Regions from separate parts of the Cricetulus griseus genome. Here region 1 is linked to region 2. Evidence: chromatin contacts called from public Hi-C data. All regions are on one chromosome and are shown on one strand. Each heading gives the region's core, a stretch centred on a gene start, on an enhancer-like site or on the middle of the called end of the contact. The rest is flanking DNA. Distances are from core to core; before and after follow the strand shown.

Region 1 (3,820 bases), core at 684-3,183, 69 kb after region 2:
CCCTCTGGGGCCAGAGGTATCAGATCAGATCCTGGGAAGCTGGAGTTGTGACCTGCCCAATGTGGGTGCTAAGAATTGACCTTGGGTCCTCTGTAAGAGCGGTATGTGCTCTTAACCGCTGAGCCATCTCTTCAGCACCAAGCTGAACTTTCAAAGTGTTTGAATTTGTAAGACTTGGGGACTTTTTAAGTTTGTAAAAAAAAATTTTTTTTAATTTTATTTACTTATTATGTATACAACATTCTGCTTCCATGTCTATCTGCACACCAGAAGAGGGCGCCAGATCTCATTACAGATGGCTGTGAGCCACCATGTAGTTGCTGGGAATTGAACTCAGGACCTCTGGAAGAGCAGTCAGTGCTCTTAACCTCTGAGCCATCTCTCCAGCCCTCATAAAATGTTTTTATTGTGATGTTTATATTAATGTTTGATCTTGAGGATGAACAAGGAAAGGTTAGGTTTGTAGCTTAACAGGGATGTGTTTGTGTGTCACACTGACAAGGGCTAGGTGTGCTGGCTAGTTTTATTTCAACTCGACACAATCTAGAGTCATCAGGGAGGAGGAAGCCTCCATTAAGAAAATGCCTCCATATGATCAGGCTGTAGAGCATTTTCCTAATTAGTGGTTTATGGGGAGAATCCAGCCAGTGGATGGGGCAACCCCTGGGCTGGTGGTCCTGGGTTATGTAAAAAAGCTGGGTGAGCAAAGTCAGTGTGCAGCATTCCTCCATGGCCTCTGCATCAGCTCCTGCCTCTGAGTTCCTGGCCTGTTTGAGTTCCTGTCCTGACTTCCTTCAGTGATGAATAGTGACTTGGAGTTATAAATCAAATATACCCTTTCCTCCCCAACCTGGTTTTGGTCATAGTGTTTCATCACAGCAACAGAAACCCTGATTAGGACAGACCATTAAAGAAAGTCCTGGAAGCCGGGTGGTGGTGGGGCACACCTTTAATCCCAGAACTCGGGAGGCAGTGGCAGGTGGATCTCTCTGAGTTTGAGGCCAGCCTGGTCTACAAGAGGGAGTTCCAGGACAGGCTACAAAGCTACACAGAGAAACCCTGTCTCGAAAAACAATAAAACAAACAAACAAACAACAACAAAACCCCCACCAAAACCAAAATCATAAAAGAAGGTCCTGGAAGCCAGACTGTGGTGACACATGCCTTTAATCCTAGAATTTAGGAGATAGACGGATCTCTTAGTTCAAAGCCAGTCTGATCCACAGAGTGAATTCCAGGACAGCCAGGACTACACAGAGAGACCCTGTCTCAAAAAACAAACAAACAAACAAACAAACAAACAGGGACTGAGGAGGTGGCTCAGAGGTTAAGACCACTGGCTGATCTTCCAGAGGTCCTGAGCTCAATTCCCAGCAATCACATGGTGGCTCACAGCCATCTGTAATGGGATCTGGCGCCCTCTGCTGGCCAGCAGATAGAACATTGTATACATAACAAACAAACAACTCCCCCTAGAAGTCCTGGAAAAGTGTTGCCCTAAGTGAAGCCTTAATTTTCTTCAAATGGACATGATCAGGAGAGCCAAATGAGACCCTTGAGAGAACTAGCCCAAGCTTGGCTATATGGGGCCTGTAGGAGTTTCCTACAGGTTCAGGAACTGCAGTCCATAAACTCGGCTCAAACAAATTTATTCTCTCCTGTTGTGCAGAGGAGACACTGTGCTATCAGGAAAGCTATGCTTCACCTAGACACGTGCAGAGGGCCCACTGCAGACCTTGTCAGCCTCTGGTGTTCCTGGGCTTGTACATGGGTCACTCTCATCACAAGCCATCCTGTGCATCTATGTGTCCTTTCCTCTAAGGACAGCAGGAGCTGGGGCAGGGGTCAGGGCCGCCCTCTCCAGCATGGCCTTATCTTAGTTGACTACACTCTCAGTGGTGCAATCTCCAATGAGTCATATTCTGAAGCTTTGGGGTCAGGACTTGAACCTGAGTCCTGTGGGAAATGCAGCTCAGCCCACAGGCATCCCATGATCAGTGCTGGCTGCAGTCACCACTGAGTTGCTAGGCCAAGACTTTATAGAGGGAAAACCGTTATCTTCTGCATCTTAAGTTACTCAGACACCATGTATGAAGGCATGTGTCTGCGAACAGAATTCTAACCTCTTACTCAGGATTTGGTGACAAAAGAGGCTTCTAGGACAATGAGATGGCTCAGTGGGTAAGGCCACTGTGGTAGAATATTATTTTAAGGTGTGTGACTTTCGTTTATGCAGCATTTGTCTAACTCTGTGAAGCTGTGATTCCTCACCTGTCTAAAACACTTGATGGTTTAATAAAGAGCTGAACGGCCAATAGAGAGGCAGGAGAAAGGACAGGTGGGGCTGGCAGGCAGGATAAATAGAAGGAGAAACAAGAGAGCAACTGAAAGAGCAAGGAGAGGAGGATGTCAGGGCCAGCCAGCCACCCAGCCACCCTGCCATGGAGTAAGAAGGAAAGTAGGATATATAGAAATAAGAAAGATAAAAGCCCAGAAGGAAAAAGTAGTTGAGATAACTTAAGTTGGCAAGAAATAGGCCAAGTTAAGGCCAGGCATTCATAACAAAGAAAAAGCCTCCATGTATTTCTTTGGGAGCTAGGTGGTAGGTCCCCAAAGAGCCAAAAAGAGTAAAAGAGAAAAAACAAAACAACCACACACACACCACACACACACACACACCATACACACCACACACACACACACACCATACACACACCACACACACCATACACACATACACACCATACACACCACACATACACACACACCATACACACACACACACACACACACATACACACACACATACACACATACACACACACACACACACACACACATACACACACACCATACACACACACACACACACACACACACATACACACACACACACACACACACACCACATACACACACACCACACACACACACACACACATACCACACACACACACACACACACACACACACCATACACACACACACACACACACACACACCACACACACACACACACACACATACCATACACACACACCATACACACACACACCATATACACACACACACCACACACACACGTGCACACACACACACAATAAATGTAGTACAAACTGAAATACAGCCAGGCAGTGGTGGTGCACACCTTTAATTTCAGCACTCGGGAGGCAGAGGCAGGCAGATCTCTGTGAGTTTGAGACTAGCCTGGTCTGCAGAGCAAGTTCCATGACAGGTTCCAAAGCTACAGAGAGAAACCCTGTCATGAAAAATCCTAAATAAATAAATATTGAAAAACAACAACAACAAAAAATGAAAAGGCCCCACATGTGGTGATATTTTGTTTATGATCTAATAAAGCCTGCCTGAAGATAGTGCAGAGCTAAGCCACTAGTCAGTCACACACCTAGTTAAGGGCTAAGCCATAGAAGACAGGCAGTGGTGCCTACACCTTTAATCTCAGCACTCAGGAGAAAGAGGCAGACAGATCTCTGTGAGTTCAAGGCCATCCAGGGTGACACGACAATGAATCATTCTAAAAGAGAAACAGAGCTCACGCCTTTAATCCCAGCACTTGAGAAACTGTATCAGGAGCTCAGTGCAGTCTCAGGCAGTCTGAGGTTTGGTGGAGAGCATTGCAGTCTGCAGTCATACCGAGGACAGGATCGCCCCCCCCCCCTTTGCTCTGAGCCTTGGTAGAGGTGAGAACTCTTCTAGTGGCTGGCTGCTTTAGCTCTTCTGATCTTCAGCTTGAACCCCAATATCTGTCTCTGGGTTTTTATTATCCATGCTACACCCATGACTATACCCTGGAATGTTA
Region 2 (3,955 bases), core at 131-2,630:
CCACCTCCTCCATGTTTCTTCTCTGTGGGGAAGGTAGCATGGTGGGCCCCACAGTCATTCCCAGCCAAGACATAGCCGTCGTTGCTCAATTGGTTAAGATGGGCCCACAGGTAGTACCCAAGTGTCCGCACTGACTTTCTGAGAGCAAGGTCTCAGAAAGCCTCCAGTGGAAACCAGCAGAACCGAGCCTTAATCACTGGATGAGCCCGGTGCTCATGTCTCTTAGCACTGATAGTTACTTGTAAGGTTTTGATTCCTTCCTTTTGTCCAGGACACCAACTTGACCTAGCCTGACCCCACCATGCCTCGCTGGAACTACCTGGGACCATATGACCTCCAGAAGCCTACTGGGTGTTCCATCCCAAGCTGGTCAAATCAGGAACTTGCCAAGAGAGTTGGGGCTTCAAGAAGCTGGGTCCGGAACCCTTGAAACCATGCTCTCACTTCAAGCCACGGGGAAGCCAGCGCTTCCCTTTCAAGGTGGGGGTGGAGACCCGGTGCTGGTCAGGGCCAGCAAAGACGAGGAGCTTGGTAAGGACTCAAGAGGGAACAGGCCCGACTACTATTGAGTGCCCAAGTCTGTCGGGGCTGAGGCAAACACAGCCAAGGGATCCCTCCAGCAAGATCCGACCAGGAGGAGTACTCCCCGCTAGGTGCGGGGCAGGAACATTCAAAGCCTCTCGCCACCATATAACCTGACCGAGGCAGCAGCAGGGTCTGCATTAGGTCCTCGGGTCCCTAGGGCACTTGCCCAGGACGGTCCAGGCCTTGCAGCCGTGGGTCCGATGTGGAGGATCCGGCGCCACCCTGCCGGCGAGGCCTGGATGGTCCGGTGACTTCCGCTGAGGCCCCTGGGGCCTCGTGCGCACCCAGACCCGCATCTGGCCTCTCGTCTCGGAGCTGGCGCCGGCTTACCGCCGCCGCGGCGGCCTCCTGCGCCCTACCCAAGCCTCGCAGCGCAAGCGAAGGCCCCGGGCCCATCCACGCGGGCGCCCAGCCTCCTGCACCCGGCTGGCGCGGCGCCCACGTGACAGCGGCCCGCCGCGCTGGCCCTCCGCACACCTCCCGCGCCCCTCGGCCCGGCCGCGGGCCCGGCACGCAGCGGGTGGCTGGCCGTCGGAGGCGAGCGGCGGCGGCCCTTTGTGAGCGCAAGGATGCCAGGGCCGGCGCCCGCCTGTCCTCGCACCGGAGCCACGGCACCCGACACCGGCCTGCCGTCCCGAACCCCAGCCGCGTACCTGACTGGGCTCTGGAGGCGGACGACAAGCGCGGAGCGCGACAGGCGAACTGCAGGGGACGCCGCTGCCGTCTCTCTGGCTCCCTCTAGGCCGCGTCGGCGCTATTTAAACCGCGGCCATCCCCGCGCGGCCACGCCACATGGGCTGACAGCTTGGCTGCGCCGCCCAGGCCAATGAGCGTCGGGGCTGCGCCCCGGGACCCGGCGCGCCGCCGCCGGTGGGGGATGCCCGCGCGCCGCCGCCCCCAGCCGGGACCCTGCGCGGGCGCGCGCGGCCGCGAACGGAGCGCGCAGCCCCGCCCGCTTCCGTCCCCGCCCCCGGCCTCGCGCAGGCAGGCCATGCGGGGGCCCGTCCCGACGCCCGGGGCTCTGCCCCCCGCCCCGCGCCCCCCGCGGCCCCGCCGCCCGGCCAGGTGTGCACTGTGCGCGCGCAGCGTGGGGCGGGCGTGCTTGGTCACACTGGGGACTGCACGGAAGGCACCAGGGCCACGAAGGGGGCCCTGCCCGGGTCGCCGCGACTCCACGCCGTGATCGTAGCGCGCGCGGAGCTGAGGGGCGTGGCCTGCTCCACATCCAGACCAATTGGGTGCCGAGGCCGTTCGCGACCGTCCAATGGCGGCGCGCGGGTGGGCGTTGCTAGGCAATAGGGTGATGGGCCGGCAACAGCGGCGAGGCGCTTCGCGGGCCCCCGCGCAAGCGCGGTCGTTGACCCTGGCGGAGGGCGCCTCCGGCGGGGTTACTACCGGTCATCGTGGCCCGACTTTCTCGGACACCCTCTCTGTGGCCGCCTTGGAGACCAGGATGCGGCCAGGGACCGGAACAGTGAGCAGGAGCAGGAACACTGACAGGCGCATGCCGCGGTCTCCGGAGTCCGCGCACGGTCCAGGCGCGGCCATCTGGCGAGCGGGATACCACCCCTCCCCCGCGTGGTGGGAACAAAGGAGCTGCTGCGCGCCTCCCTGAGATGCTAGCTTCCGGGACCCTCTCCCTCCCTCTCTTTAAATTCCTCTTTTGAAAGGGTCATCGAATCTGGGGGCGGGAGATGACAAAACCCACCAACCAAAAAGAGACAAACTGCTCAGGCGGCCGCTTGAATTCCCAGAGAGATGTCGGCCCAGGCCACCAAAGAGACACCTCCTTATGGGGCAGTGTCCTTTCTTTGGAGGGGGAGGGGGAGTGGTCTTGACTGCCTCTCTATAGCATGGTGCCTCAAAAAGCTAGGAGCAAAAGGATGGGTGGCAGAACCTCAGCCTTGCTTGTCAACCCTGGCTTCCAGCTTCTCCAACTTGATTGTCCACCCAGGCTCTCTCTGGCAGGTGGCTAAGCAGGACCCTGAAGATCAGCCTACAGGACTGGCAGGTGTATTCTGCCCACGTGGTGTCTTGCCCCTAAGTTCTCCCACTACTGCCCCCCCCACCCGCCTGTGTCTTTAAAGGCCATTCGGTGCCTTGCTGTTGGCATCTTCTGCTGTAATGTGTGTTCTATAGAGATGGAGGGCGAAGGACCCAGGTCCCATACCAACTCTGTCCCCATTGGAGGGCCTTCACTTTGGTGTCTTTAGGTTTCAGGGCCAGCCCTGTGAGAGTGCTGCTGGCCCGCCATCAGTGGTCAGCACAGGTCTGCCCTCTGCAGCCATCAGGGACTTACTCAGGTGGAGGGGTTGTAGCCTGGAATAGATGACTGAATGCCTAGTCTGGGCCTGTCCATAGAGAAGGGTGCTAACTAAGGTCTGCTCTCCTCCCCGCCCATGGACGCTGCAGAGCTACATCTCACATACTGTCTAGCCAACAAAGAGAGCCAGCACATCTGGCCTTGGAAGAGCCATATTAGGATGGCCTGCCATTGCCCCGGCTGGTCCTGGAAGCACAGGGTACCCAGGTGGGCTACTGTGAAGACATCCCATGGTTCTTTGCATATGCACCTGGAGAGAGGCCTATTACAAACACACAAGAGTGGTCTGCAAACCACTGCTCTATAGGCCTGAGATTCTCAACTGGCACCCAAGACCACATTGCTGAGTGTGGCTTTTCCTGTCACATTTGTCACCAGCCAGCTAGTAATCACTGTCAGTATTTTACATGGTGCAAAATGAAGCTGCAAATGTCACATGACTAGTCAGCGTCACACAGCAACCTAGACCTGGGAGATACCCTTCACCCCCACAGCCCTCCATGTGTCTTGTCTTGGAGGATACTCAGCAAGGTCAAGGCCACAACCACCCATAAGTTTTGGCAGGAAATGGTCAGGCAGTGATACAGGCCCTAAGATCTCAAATCGAATCGAGCCATCATCATTGACCAGTGTCGAGGCAAGTCTCATGATGAGGTTTTCAGAGGGGCGTGTGGGTATGTTCCTGTGGTACCTGCGTGTGATGGGGCCTCGAGGGATATACTCCCAGGAGTACCTCTCACACAGTGTTCTTTGAAGACACCCTTGCTTTGCAGGTGGCCACTCTATTCTTCCCACCAGGTTCTAGAGGACACTGAGTGACATGGTTAGTGCTCGGTGGCTGTAAGTGGTGACAGAGGCAGGAGGCAAGTAGGACAAGATAGACAACTTTGCAGGCCAAGCAGATGGAGGAGGGTTTTAATGGCTTGATGGCATCGGGTAGGCCATCACTTGGGAGCCTGCCCTGTGCTCACAGCCCACCTGTATGCCATGTGTACACTCACACCCAACTTGTACCAGCACAGGCCCCAAGCACCAGGGTGGAGGCCC

Evidence for each region. A called contact is a pair of places that touch in the nucleus more often than the background predicts.
Region 1: a contact with region 2 is called in a Hi-C map of the CHO-K1 cell line, with 3 times the contacts expected there. The contact joins the enhancer-like site here to the promoter of Fasn in region 2. A contact is called at or near these places in 4 of 8 Hi-C or Micro-C datasets (the CHL-YN cell line, the CHO-K1 cell line and fibroblasts).

Annotation. Positions count from the first base shown.
Region 1 is chr7:133,371,963-133,375,782 of CriGri-PICRH-1.0, forward strand. The region is part of intron 9 of Ccdc57 (coiled-coil domain-containing protein 57); the gene reads right to left. Among named protein-coding and RNA genes, the nearest start is that of Ccdc57, 35 kb to the right of the region's middle. Within about 2 kb of position 1,934, at least 2 of the 6 cell types and tissues checked have open chromatin away from gene starts, as enhancers often do. A contact at or near this core is called in the CHO-K1 cell line and fibroblasts, where this site is marked.
Region 2 is chr7:133,303,145-133,307,099 of CriGri-PICRH-1.0, forward strand. Fasn (fatty acid synthase) reads right to left here and starts at 1,381. Exons shown (of 43, transcript XM_027425335.2): 1 at 1,239-1,381; 2 at 1-22. The coding sequence starts at 13. Ccdc57 (coiled-coil domain-containing protein 57) reads right to left here. Exons shown (of 18, transcript XM_027425338.2): 18 at 3,795-3,955.